2 separate regions of the Arachis hypogaea genome follow, and region 2 is linked to region 1. Evidence: chromatin contacts called from public Hi-C data. All regions are on one chromosome and are shown on one strand. The core of a region is the stretch at or near the end of the contact, and the rest is flanking DNA. Distances in the headings are between cores, read along the strand shown. Region 1 overlaps LOC112696743 (a long non-coding RNA gene). Region 2 has its middle 59 kb from the start of LOC140173687.

Region 1 (5,677 bases), core at 1,177-3,676:
AATATTTCAATTTGTAGTATTTAATTTTAGTAATTTATATTATGTACAATAATAATAATAATAATAATAATAATAATAATAATAATAATAATTGGTAAAAAATAATTGAAATTTTAGAAAAATGATAGATTGTTATTTCTAAAAGAGTGAGTATAATTAAAAAGTTTCATGATTTTAGTGGCAATAATAATGACAACTAAAAGTGAATAACATTACAATTTTAGAATTATTTTTAGTGGTCATATAAATTGCTAGTAAATTGGGTTTTGGCGGCAATAGTAATGGCCGCAAAAAGTGATTTTTCTAGTAGTGTCTCTCATTAATGATTTCAATATCTTGATAAAGAGAAATTCATCTAGAACCTTCTTTCAACCATTAAGGATACCTATATAATTAGTGGTTAAAAAAAATTAGTAAAAAATTAATTCTTTACTTATAAATAAAAGTTATAAATTACAAATATAAAGAATTTTGATTATAAATCAAATTCTGCATTAATAATTTAATTAATAATAAATATAAATATTTATTAATATATGAGGTTTTATTAAATTTTATAATTTTAATAAATATAAATTAATTTTAAAAAGTTTTTTTAAATCCTTTTAAAAGAACCTTTTTTTTTTAGAAATACAAATATAAATATATAACTTTTTATTTACAAAACAAAAAAAATATTTATACTTTATCTCTCTAAAAAACTTACTGGATCTTAGTAATTTTATATATTCTCTTGCTTATTTATCTAAAATAGACAACAAGAGTAGCGAAATTTTTTTATTATTTAATTATTTACCAAAATAAATTAAATTAATATATTTAAAAACAATATTACAACAATTTATTAAAAATAAAGATAAATTAAATAAAAATCTAACAAAAATGTTCTAAATCGGAAGAACTAAAAAGAGAATTTTTGAAGAATTTTAATAAAGAATTAATAACAACTTTCAAAATTCTTGTTCTACTAATAATACAATTCATGAATGAATTCACACCCTCCAAGGTTATTTCCTTGCCTCCAAAGTCCAAATCCTCATTAACCATAGTCAAGAACAAACCCTTGGTAAAGCTAGTCATCATTGCCATCTATATTTGGTTAGACAAAGCTTTAGATGGTTGACCAGTGAATTAATATTTAATTTGACCGGCGGGTCACCAAATAAATAGCATACAATTAAAAAAAATATTTATACTATTGTTTAAAAAATAGTGAAAATACCTATGATATTTATTTTTTATTATTTACTTTTATATATATATAAAAAACATAAAAAATATATAAAATAAATGTTATAAATAACACCACTTATATGAACATTTTTTAACGGTCGTACGAAATACATGTATGGCTACAAAACTTTCTTAATACAAGGATATTAAAAATTAACCATCCTTTCTTATTTAAAGAAAAAAACACTATGATGTGAACGCATGACGTGTATTGCGTAGTATGCTCAATTTTATAGTATCTTACAAAATAACCAACAAATCCTGTAAGAAAAAACAACAAACCACAATTTCATATAATCTCAGTCCCATATATATATATATATATATATATATATATATATATATATATATATATATATATATATATATATATATATCGGGCAAAGTATGGACTATTATACATTGCTGGAAAGCCCAGGATGTCTACTTTCCAACGCCGTTAAGAGCGCGCCAATTGGGCTTCTGTAGCTCCAGAAAATCCACTTCGAGTGCAGGGAGGTTAGAATCTAACAGCATCTACCGTCCTTTTCAGCCTCTGAATCAGATTTTTGCTCAAGTCCCTCAATTTCAGCCAGAAAATACCTGAAATCACGGAAAAATACACAAACTCATAGTAAAGTCCAGAAAAGTGAATTTTAACTAAAAACTAATAGAAATATACTAAAATATAACTAAAACATACTAAAAACATTCTAAAAACAATGCCAAAAAGCGTACAAATTATCCGCTCATCAGAATACTTTTATGATTATTTAATACAAGAATTATTTCTTTCATTTTAATCCATTTTACCTTCTAATAATCATGTCTTCTTTTGATTCCCTTTCATATGTTATGGATTTATTATTTACAATAATATATATATATATATATATATATATATATATATATATATATATATTTTAACGATATCTCTTAATTTAGCAGATCAAAAATTAATTTGTTATAAATTAAAATTTTATTTAAAAATTTATTATTAACAAATAAATTATTATATATACAAAATAAAAATCTTCAACATTTATTGAAAGAAACTAATAATCTAACTATTATACTAACCCAAGGTTCGTTATCTCATTCTTATTTTTCATTGAACTCCAACTAACCTGTTTTGCAATGGTCCACCAAAGCCCAATTCATACGTCCAAGACTCAGAATAGTCCATAGAGACCCAATCTAAGGTGTAGGAATGAAAGTAGTATATGCGAAGGCCCAATATGGGACTTTCAATTTGTCCATTAGCTTATCACATGCTCAACCAAAGAAAATAGATATTCTCCAAAAAAAAAAAATTCTAGAAAAAGGATCAACTCCTAAACTTGCTTCAGCGTAGTTGGCGAAATTACACAAATCATAAAGAGAGATGACAATGAATTTTTATGAAAAGAGATTCCCTTCCGTCCAAGTCTTTTTTTTCCTTTTAATAAAATGTCTCATATTTTTGCCTCATCATTATTATGCGTCCTCATTTATTTCTCTCCATAAAAAAGATAAATACCTATAAATATTTAAGAATATTAAGTTTAAAAAGATTAAAAAAAATTTAACACAATTACAATAAAATTTAATATAATTCAATCAAATATATAGAAAATCAAACACAATTTAAACATAATAATATACACATAAAATTTTTAACATATAAATCAAAATAAAATAAATTAAAATTATTTACATAACTTTTATATATAAAAAAATTTTAAGTAAATTTTTTTTAACAAAAAATTTATAAATTTTCATAGAACAGATATCTCAATTTTCGTTTGTCTTTATTTATTCAGGAGATGAGTTCTATGTTTGTAGAGATCTTACACATATATTGTGACATGAGATTTATTTTATTTATACTGTAAATAAGATATACTTAAGGTTAATTTGTTTATAATATAAATGAGATAAGTATTGTAACGACCTATAACTTTAAAAATATAAATATAAATAAATAATAATTTATTTTATAAATTAGAATTTTTTATTTTTAGAAATTAATTTATTAAAAATAATTAAATTAATTTTATAATTATTTGAGTTCAATTAAATTCAGATTTATATATATATTTTTTATTAAGAAATATTTTACATAAATTAAAAATATACTTTTAGTAATTTGTAAATAATGAAAATTATTTATATATTTTAATTTGAGTAATTGATATTTTTAATTTAAAAATAAAGTTTAATTAATGATATTATTATTGAAATAAATATCCATCGATATGAGTAAATATTGGTACTTTTTAGTAAATTTAGCTTTGCAAATATTTCATCATATATCTTTTATCATTATGTTACTAATATTATTTATATTAGTAATTTATATATATTATTATTTGTGTTTTAATATATCCAACTTTTATAATTATCCGTTTAAGATATTTATAACTTGAATTACTGCCTCAGCAATTTATATATTTGACACCCAACCCATTAAACATCGTCAAAACACGCATGGCTGATCCATTTTGAAGGAAAATAAAGAGAACCCGAGGGAGAGAAAAGAATGTAATTCCATGTATGTCAAAACCATTCAAAATCTCATTCTCCCATTAAACATCACCAAAACACGCATGGCTGATCCATTTTGAAAGAAAATAAAGAGAACCCGAGGGAGAGAAAAGAATGTAATTCCATGGATGTCATGAACTTTCAATTTTAATTTCTTGTGATCCATAACTTCAATAAAAAATTTAATCCTATAAAAATATTCGTATCATCTTTTTTTATATATTGGCGTCATTTTTATTCGGTAGAAGTTGACGGTGACGTAACTCTTCTTCCCTTTGAGTTTGGCCAATTGGAGTTATAGGAAGCACAGACGATTTCTAATATTTTCTTCTTCAGCAACTCGGTCGAAAAGCTTCTCTAGAGTTTCAAGTATTTTGATTTCGTACGGAAATAGGATTTTGATAAATTCTCACCAATTAAATTTAGGTTGGATAAGTGAGTGGTTGTTGTGATTGATTATTAATGGAGTTTGATTGACTTTATATTGAATTTTGTTGATATATTGTTATATGTGATTAAACTTGTGATTTGTTCATGTTTGTGCTACCCAAACTATGATAATGAGGCTGATTTGGGCTATCATTGTGTTAGTTTTTTAATAAAATAGTGAGGTTTAAGGCCGAGAAATTAAATTAGAAGCTGTGAAAAATCGATAACCATAAAACTCAAAAATGGACTAAAATTTTAATGTATATTTTAAAAAGAAAATATGGAGGATTTGTATATTTTAAAAAGAAAATAAGGAGGACTTCGGTTCTTGGTGAAGAGAAGAATCAGTCAAGAAGAATTATTTTTGAGGAAATATACTTGTATTTTTATGAAAAGATTGAGTTTAATATTATAATTATATAAGCTTTCGGATATTTTAGATAATAAATAAAATTCAGGGATAAAATGGATATTTTATAAAAGGTCGGGGTTATTTATATAAATATAAAACAAAGTGAAGGTTTAAATATAATTTTATAAAATATTGAAATTAAAAATAAAATATTAAAAAATTCGTGGTTTAGAAACTAATTAATAAAAGTTTGAAAATAAGGTTTTATAAAATAAGTTTTAAGAGTGTTACAAATATTATTTTAAATATTTATTTAAAACTATTCATTTATATTAGAGTAAATTATTATTACAAATTATTATTTATCAAGATATTATTTAATAAGAATATTATTGTATATATTATGAAAAATAAAATAGAGAGTGGTAAACAACCAAGTTTTTCTAAAAGTTTTAGAAAGACAAATCTAAACTAAGGATCTCATGATCCCCTCTTCATAAAATATTTAGGGAAAGATGAGGGAAGAGTGTGAAGATAGTTTTTATGTTAAAATTATGGAATTAAAAGAATGATGAGAAAAGAAAAGAAAAGAAAAGAATATGTTAGTTAAAGGGATCTCTGCCACAGGAGAGCAGATAATAGAAAAAAAAGAACAAAAAGAAAAGGGAAAAGCAGATATGATTGTTTACCTGTTGAAAACGAGCAGAGATATGGTGGTGAGTCCAACGAGATTTGCTTTCCAAATATACATCGGCCAATCCAGGGATAGTCGCACATGTATGACAAAGGTTGCTTACAGAGGTTATCGCTACATACATTGGCTAGAGAGAGCCTCATCTGTAAGATAGAGGTTGTTTACAGAGGTTATGTTTCCATACATCGGTTCAAGTGAGTCGCACCTGTAAGACAGAGGTTGCTTACAGAGGTTATGACACTGGAAACCAAACTCAGACAAAAGTTGCTGAGTTACGTCGGGAGCTGGTTGAAACCGACAGATGAGCTCATTACCTGCACTAGGGATATACATGCATCATACTTGTTTGTGCATTTTTGTTATGAGTGTGTTTTCTGTGATTGTGGGTGTGCTAAAGGGCTGCTTGAATTCTGTGTTCTATAATTGTTAAATTAGATTGTACTTTGTTGGCTGTTGTTGCTGAC
Region 2 (5,677 bases), core at 2,163-4,662, 130 kb after region 1:
TTCAATCGATTGATTTTTGCGAAAACCATACTTTCTTGCAACTTTCAATCGATTGTTTTGTGGTAACGTGAAGTCCAATCGATTGAGTTATGGGAAACCTAAAATTCAATCGATTGTTTTGTTAATTCAATCGATTGATTTTCTAAAAAACACGATTTTAAAATCCTCGAAGGATGGAATGGATCAAAGATAAACTTTTAATCGATTGGAATTGCCAAAAAATTATTACGATCAATGAAAAATTTAATTCATTATTGTTTTTTATATTAATAAATATAATAGATAAATAATAAAATAATAATTTATAAAATAAAAAATAATTTTTATGATTAAATAAAATATATGCAATTAATTTATAATTATAATTAGAAACGGACTATTTAACATTTATTGAAAAACTTAAAAATATATTTTATTATGAAACTATTTAATAGTCCAAATATTTTAGAACCATCAAATTCTTTGCCAACTTACCTAATAAAAAAGATGAAGACTGAGAAATACCGTGCAACACAGAAAGAAGAAATGAAGAATTTGATCAAAGTGATTTTAGAAAGTTTAAAACAAGGAAAAAGAAAGGAAGAAATGACATATTGAGAGAAAGAACCAAAACAGTCGCAGTGATTTTAGGGGATTGATTTTAAAGTATTTGAATATTGATAAAGTTAAAAGTTTAAAACGATTTAAAATGAAAATTTTTAGGATTATATTAAATCTGATAATAGTTTCTTATAAAATAATAGAGTGTATTTTTAAAAATTAATTAACTAGATATGATGGCTGAGTAATGATTTTTTTCTACTGGTGTCTCATAATTTGATAGAGTAAAAATTAATTCATTGTGAATCTGAATTTTATTTAATAAATTGTTTCTGGTCAATAAATTGTTATATGCATAAGACGAGATTCAAACTTTTGAGTACCATTTCTCATAAATTAAACTTGGCAGGTGGCATAATTTCTTACGCAAACATTTTTTTATTAAAAAAATAAAGGGAGATACTCAAATAAAGACATTTAAAAATGACGTTTTAAAAAAAATTAAAATTTAATATATATAATCGATTAAATTGTATTATTTTTGTCAAAATTAGACTAGACAAATCGATTTGACCAAAAGACTGGTAAATCAAACTTTGAACCGATTTAAATTAATATTTTTTATAGAAAATAACTACAATACTTTTATTATAAAAAATAACTAAAATACTCCTATTATATATATTAATTTTAAAAACCTTAAATTCTAACCCTATAACGCCATAGAGAAAAGAGAAGGGTTAGAATTTTAAATTCTCAAAATATATATATATATATATATATATATATATATAATAAAAATATTTTAGTCATTTTTTGTAATAGGAGTATTATAAATATTTTTTATAAAAAAATTATTGGTTCAAAATTTAATTTATTTATTTTTTGGCTAAATCGATTTATCCGATATAATCTTAACAAAAATGATATAATTTAATTAATTACATATATTAAATTTTAATTTTTAAAAAATATATTTAAAAAAATATTTTAAGCGTCCCAAAAGTAGAAGCTTGATAAAGTGCATTTATTCATAATATTTGTCTAGCATACCAAAATGATAGAGTATACCGAGCGGAAAATAATATTCGTCTACTTCATTTCCTTACCCTCTCATTAGAAAGAGTCATGAAAACAGTGTAGCACTGTTATGGGAACCAAAGCCTATGAACAGATACTTTGCTCCACTGAAAGACCATATCCTAAACAGGTATATTGGAACAAGTCATTTTTTTAAACATGTCCCATGCGTGAACAAATTAAACCAATTTGGAGGCTGATGACGCAGTTAAGACGTGTTCCTAATAAACCCTCCAATTTTGAAGTCACAAAACGGAGACTTTGGAAGAGAAGGGACACCATACGTACCTTGTCCCTGCTTCTTAAACACTACCTCGCTCCTCCCTCAAAATAGTTTTATTAGCATTGATCATTCCCATTCTCACTCTATATATTTACACTCTTTTAGACGAAGTTAAGTATTGAAATGAACTGCCCTCAACAAACATGTTTGCTTGAATTCGTACTACGTGTTACGTCAACAAATTTTCATGATTTATTATATATTGGATTTATAGTGAACAACACACGATAAAATCGAGCAAATTTTTTACATAAAAAAATTATTATGGAATAATATTATCATGAGAAAATGACAAATGTTTTTGTGCCAAGTTATAACCAAACTCATCCTCTAATAGTTGTTTTGACGTCTAATAATAAGTTTTCTGTTGTTTTAATAGTTTGATTGGAGACTTGGTTTAAGATCAATCGTAAATTATTTTGGATATTAAATTAAGGCAATTATTTTAATAAAGATATTAAAAATATCTTTTTATGATCATTTTGATTTAAAAAGTGTAACTTATTCATTTTGACACACTTTAAATAAAAGTAACATTTTTATAATATATAAAAATCAAGTCTTAAAATCTATCACTTAATAGTCAAAATAAAATATTTTTATATAAAAACAATTATAAAATTTTTATTAGAGTATCTACTATTAAATTAAAATTTAATTTATTTTAAATTTTAACATAACTTAATTCCACCTTATCACCTAATTACTAAAACTAACACTATGTTTGTTTCAAACTAAAATAAGAGGAAAGAAAAAGGATGGAAAGAAAATAAATGAAAAATGTTATTTTCCTTTGTTTGGATGCAAAGAAAATGAAAAGGAAGAAAAAATTTTTTATGGGTTCCACCAAAAATCACCAAAAAATTTTTTACATCCATAACAAGCAAGAAAAATAGAAGAAAAAAAATTATTTTTGTATATTTACAATATTTTCCATAGTTATATTATTATTAATAATTATCAATATAAATTTAGTTTTAATAGTTTTAATATATTATTATAATAAAAATTTATATTTAAATATTATATGTGTATTAAATAAATAATTTAAATTAAATATATAAAATTATAATATTTTAAATATTTATAAAATGCGATAAAATATAAATAAATAAAAATATTTATACTTTATTTTGTTATAAGGGTATTAATGTAATTTTATACTTTATGATTTTCTTTTTTTTTTTACTTTTCTTTTCGTCCAAACAAAAAAAAAATATTTTCTCTCTATTTTCTTTCTATCCATTTTTTCTTAATCCAAACAATATACAAATAACTCTATTTTTTTTCTATTTTTTTCCACTCATTTTCTTTCCTTTCATTTTCTGTTTTCTAAATATTGGGTCATTAATAATAAACTAAACAGTCACACCCCCACATACTAAGAAGTCCCTTTTTTTTTTTTGGTCATATATATATCACACTCACACACACTCTAACCTAGTAAACACTAGGATTCGAACCTGGTGTGGCTTCATTTGAAGCAAATATCTTTAACACTACATCACGTGCTTCAGCCACCCATGAAGTCCTTTTAACCACAACCCAGTTATCAAAATATCATGGAGCTTTGTCTGGCTATGTAATAGGCAAATGCATTTAGTTTTTTTTTTGTTAACAAAGGGGCACTAAAGCCCAAAACAAAAATAGAACTAACTTAAAATAGGAACGGATGCAACTCCTGTATTATCATTGTGAAATTTATGCTTTATCCTAAAAAAAAAAGGGTCTGTTTTAGTACTTCAAAATCTCATCCTGCTTCGTACTCCAATTGGCAAATGCATTTAGGATTGGTACATAAGCCTCAACCCACTATCATTTTTGTTAAATAAATACCAAAAATTAAAATGTAGTATAAAGATTAAAGAACACCATTTATGATGTCCAGTGAAATTAATGGAAGAAGGAGCCCAAGAAGAGCATTTGGACAAAAACAATTGTTTTCAGAAAATTGGTTGTCTGAATTTGTAGCTATTGGGCCTAGGTCCCTCTTCTTTATTTAGGAATAAGTTATAGGGGAAAATTAACTAAAAAAAAGATATAGGGAAAAATAAGGAATAAAGTATCAACCCGACTTTTGTTCTTTCCTCTCAATGACAATATGATTCCTGACAAAAAATAAATATTCACTTCGACTCATGTTCTTAATTTTTGTAAGACAATACAATTTTTCTGTCAAAATTATTGTTATCTATTAAATATTATTAACGTGTCATATTAATATATTGAGTTGGACATTAAATATCAACATAAAATAAATAAAAACTTATTATCTTTAAATTTAAATTGATCAAGAACTTTTTTATTTATATTCAATAAAATAATTGACATTGTTTTAACATTAAGTTGATTAAGAGTCTGTTTATTAATAATCTATCTTAACAAAATTGATACATATTTTTTTAAAATTAATTTTTATTATTATACAATTCATAAATTAGTAGTATAATTTAAACAATAAGTTATAATATATTACTAGTGTTATAAAATTATAATTAGCTAGATAGAATTTGAAATCTCTTGTACTGCTTTGTAATAATTACATAATAATAATTAATATATTATTAGACATTAAACAAGTGTATTCTTAATGATAAATATTTAGTAATCTTTTCTTATTTGTTTCTTTTTCTTAGTACTATTTTTTATGTAAATACACTCAAATCTGTTTAAAAAATGGTCAAAATTACAAGATAACGAACCATGAGAAATAATATCAAGTGAACAACGCTGACAATCACGTCTTAAAAAAGGTAGTCAATTTTTAAAAATGCTATGATTTTACTACTTTATGTATATAAATTTATATATATTTTAATCTAAATAATTATATATGGTTATATATAAACAACTCTTGAAATTTATTATAAGCCGTCGTTCCTTAATTATTAGTTATATTATACAAGCAATTAATTAAATTTTAATAATGTACTAAAAATTGTAGTGAATCTATATTATTCTTTATATTATTATATTTTTATCGATCTCTAATCTTGTTACAATATATAATATTAATAGATTAATCATATTGTTGATGCATACTTTATTTTATTAAGTACTAGTAGCCATTTATTAGTGTATTTCAATGCAAATTTCAATGTAAAAATATTAAATGTAATTAATTTAGTTTCAAGTGATGACAAAGTAGTAGTCATTATTCAAAAAATTTTGTACAGATCAAAGCCTAATAAAAATATTATGATTATTATTATATATGCCATATATGTGAAATAATGTTTAATAGTTTTTAATTTATTATATAAATTATTTATATCATAATACTAATAATATATCACAGAATTATTACTTATTAAAAATTATATTAATAATTTATTAATTATATTTTAATTTTTATTATTTATATATTTAAAAATTATAATTAATGTCACAATAAATAATATTTTTAAATTTAAATAATATATTAATTAAAATATATTTATTATACCATATATTTAAGAATTATTGAAAAATTATATTAATATTAAATATTAAAAAAAATATTGCATCAAAATTTTTTAAGACAAGTAAATTTTTGATAATTAGGTTTCTAAACAATTTAACATTAAAACGGTGTTGTTTTCTTTGAATAAATATAGATAAATACGTCTTTTGACTAATTTGGATTTTGAAAAAATAAGTCAATAATGTTTATTTTATGTTGGTATTTAATATCCATTTCAACATGTTAACATAACACATCAGCGACTGCTTCCATTAATAAATGATGGTGATAGTGATAGAAAGATTGCATTGTATTACAGAAATTAAGAACAA

Evidence for each region. A called contact is a pair of places that touch in the nucleus more often than the background predicts.
Region 2: a Hi-C map of an unstated tissue shows a contact between it and region 1, with 10 times the contacts expected there. The contact joins two enhancer-like sites. A contact is called at or near these places in 2 of 8 Hi-C or Micro-C datasets (leaf and an unstated tissue).

Annotation. Positions count from the first base shown.
Region 1 is chr6:78,199,090-78,204,766 of arahy.Tifrunner.gnm2.J5K5, forward strand. LOC112696743 (a long non-coding RNA gene) reads left to right here. Exons shown (of 8, transcript XR_011862369.1): 8 at 1-19. Among protein-coding and RNA genes, the nearest start is that of LOC112696743, 6.2 kb to the left of the region's middle. Within about 2 kb of position 2,427, at least 2 of the 3 cell types and tissues checked have open chromatin away from gene starts, as enhancers often do.
Region 2 is chr6:78,331,674-78,337,350 of arahy.Tifrunner.gnm2.J5K5, forward strand. No RefSeq gene overlaps it. Among protein-coding and RNA genes, the nearest start is that of LOC140173687, 59 kb to the left of the region's middle. Within about 2 kb of position 3,413, at least 3 of the 3 cell types and tissues checked have open chromatin away from gene starts, as enhancers often do.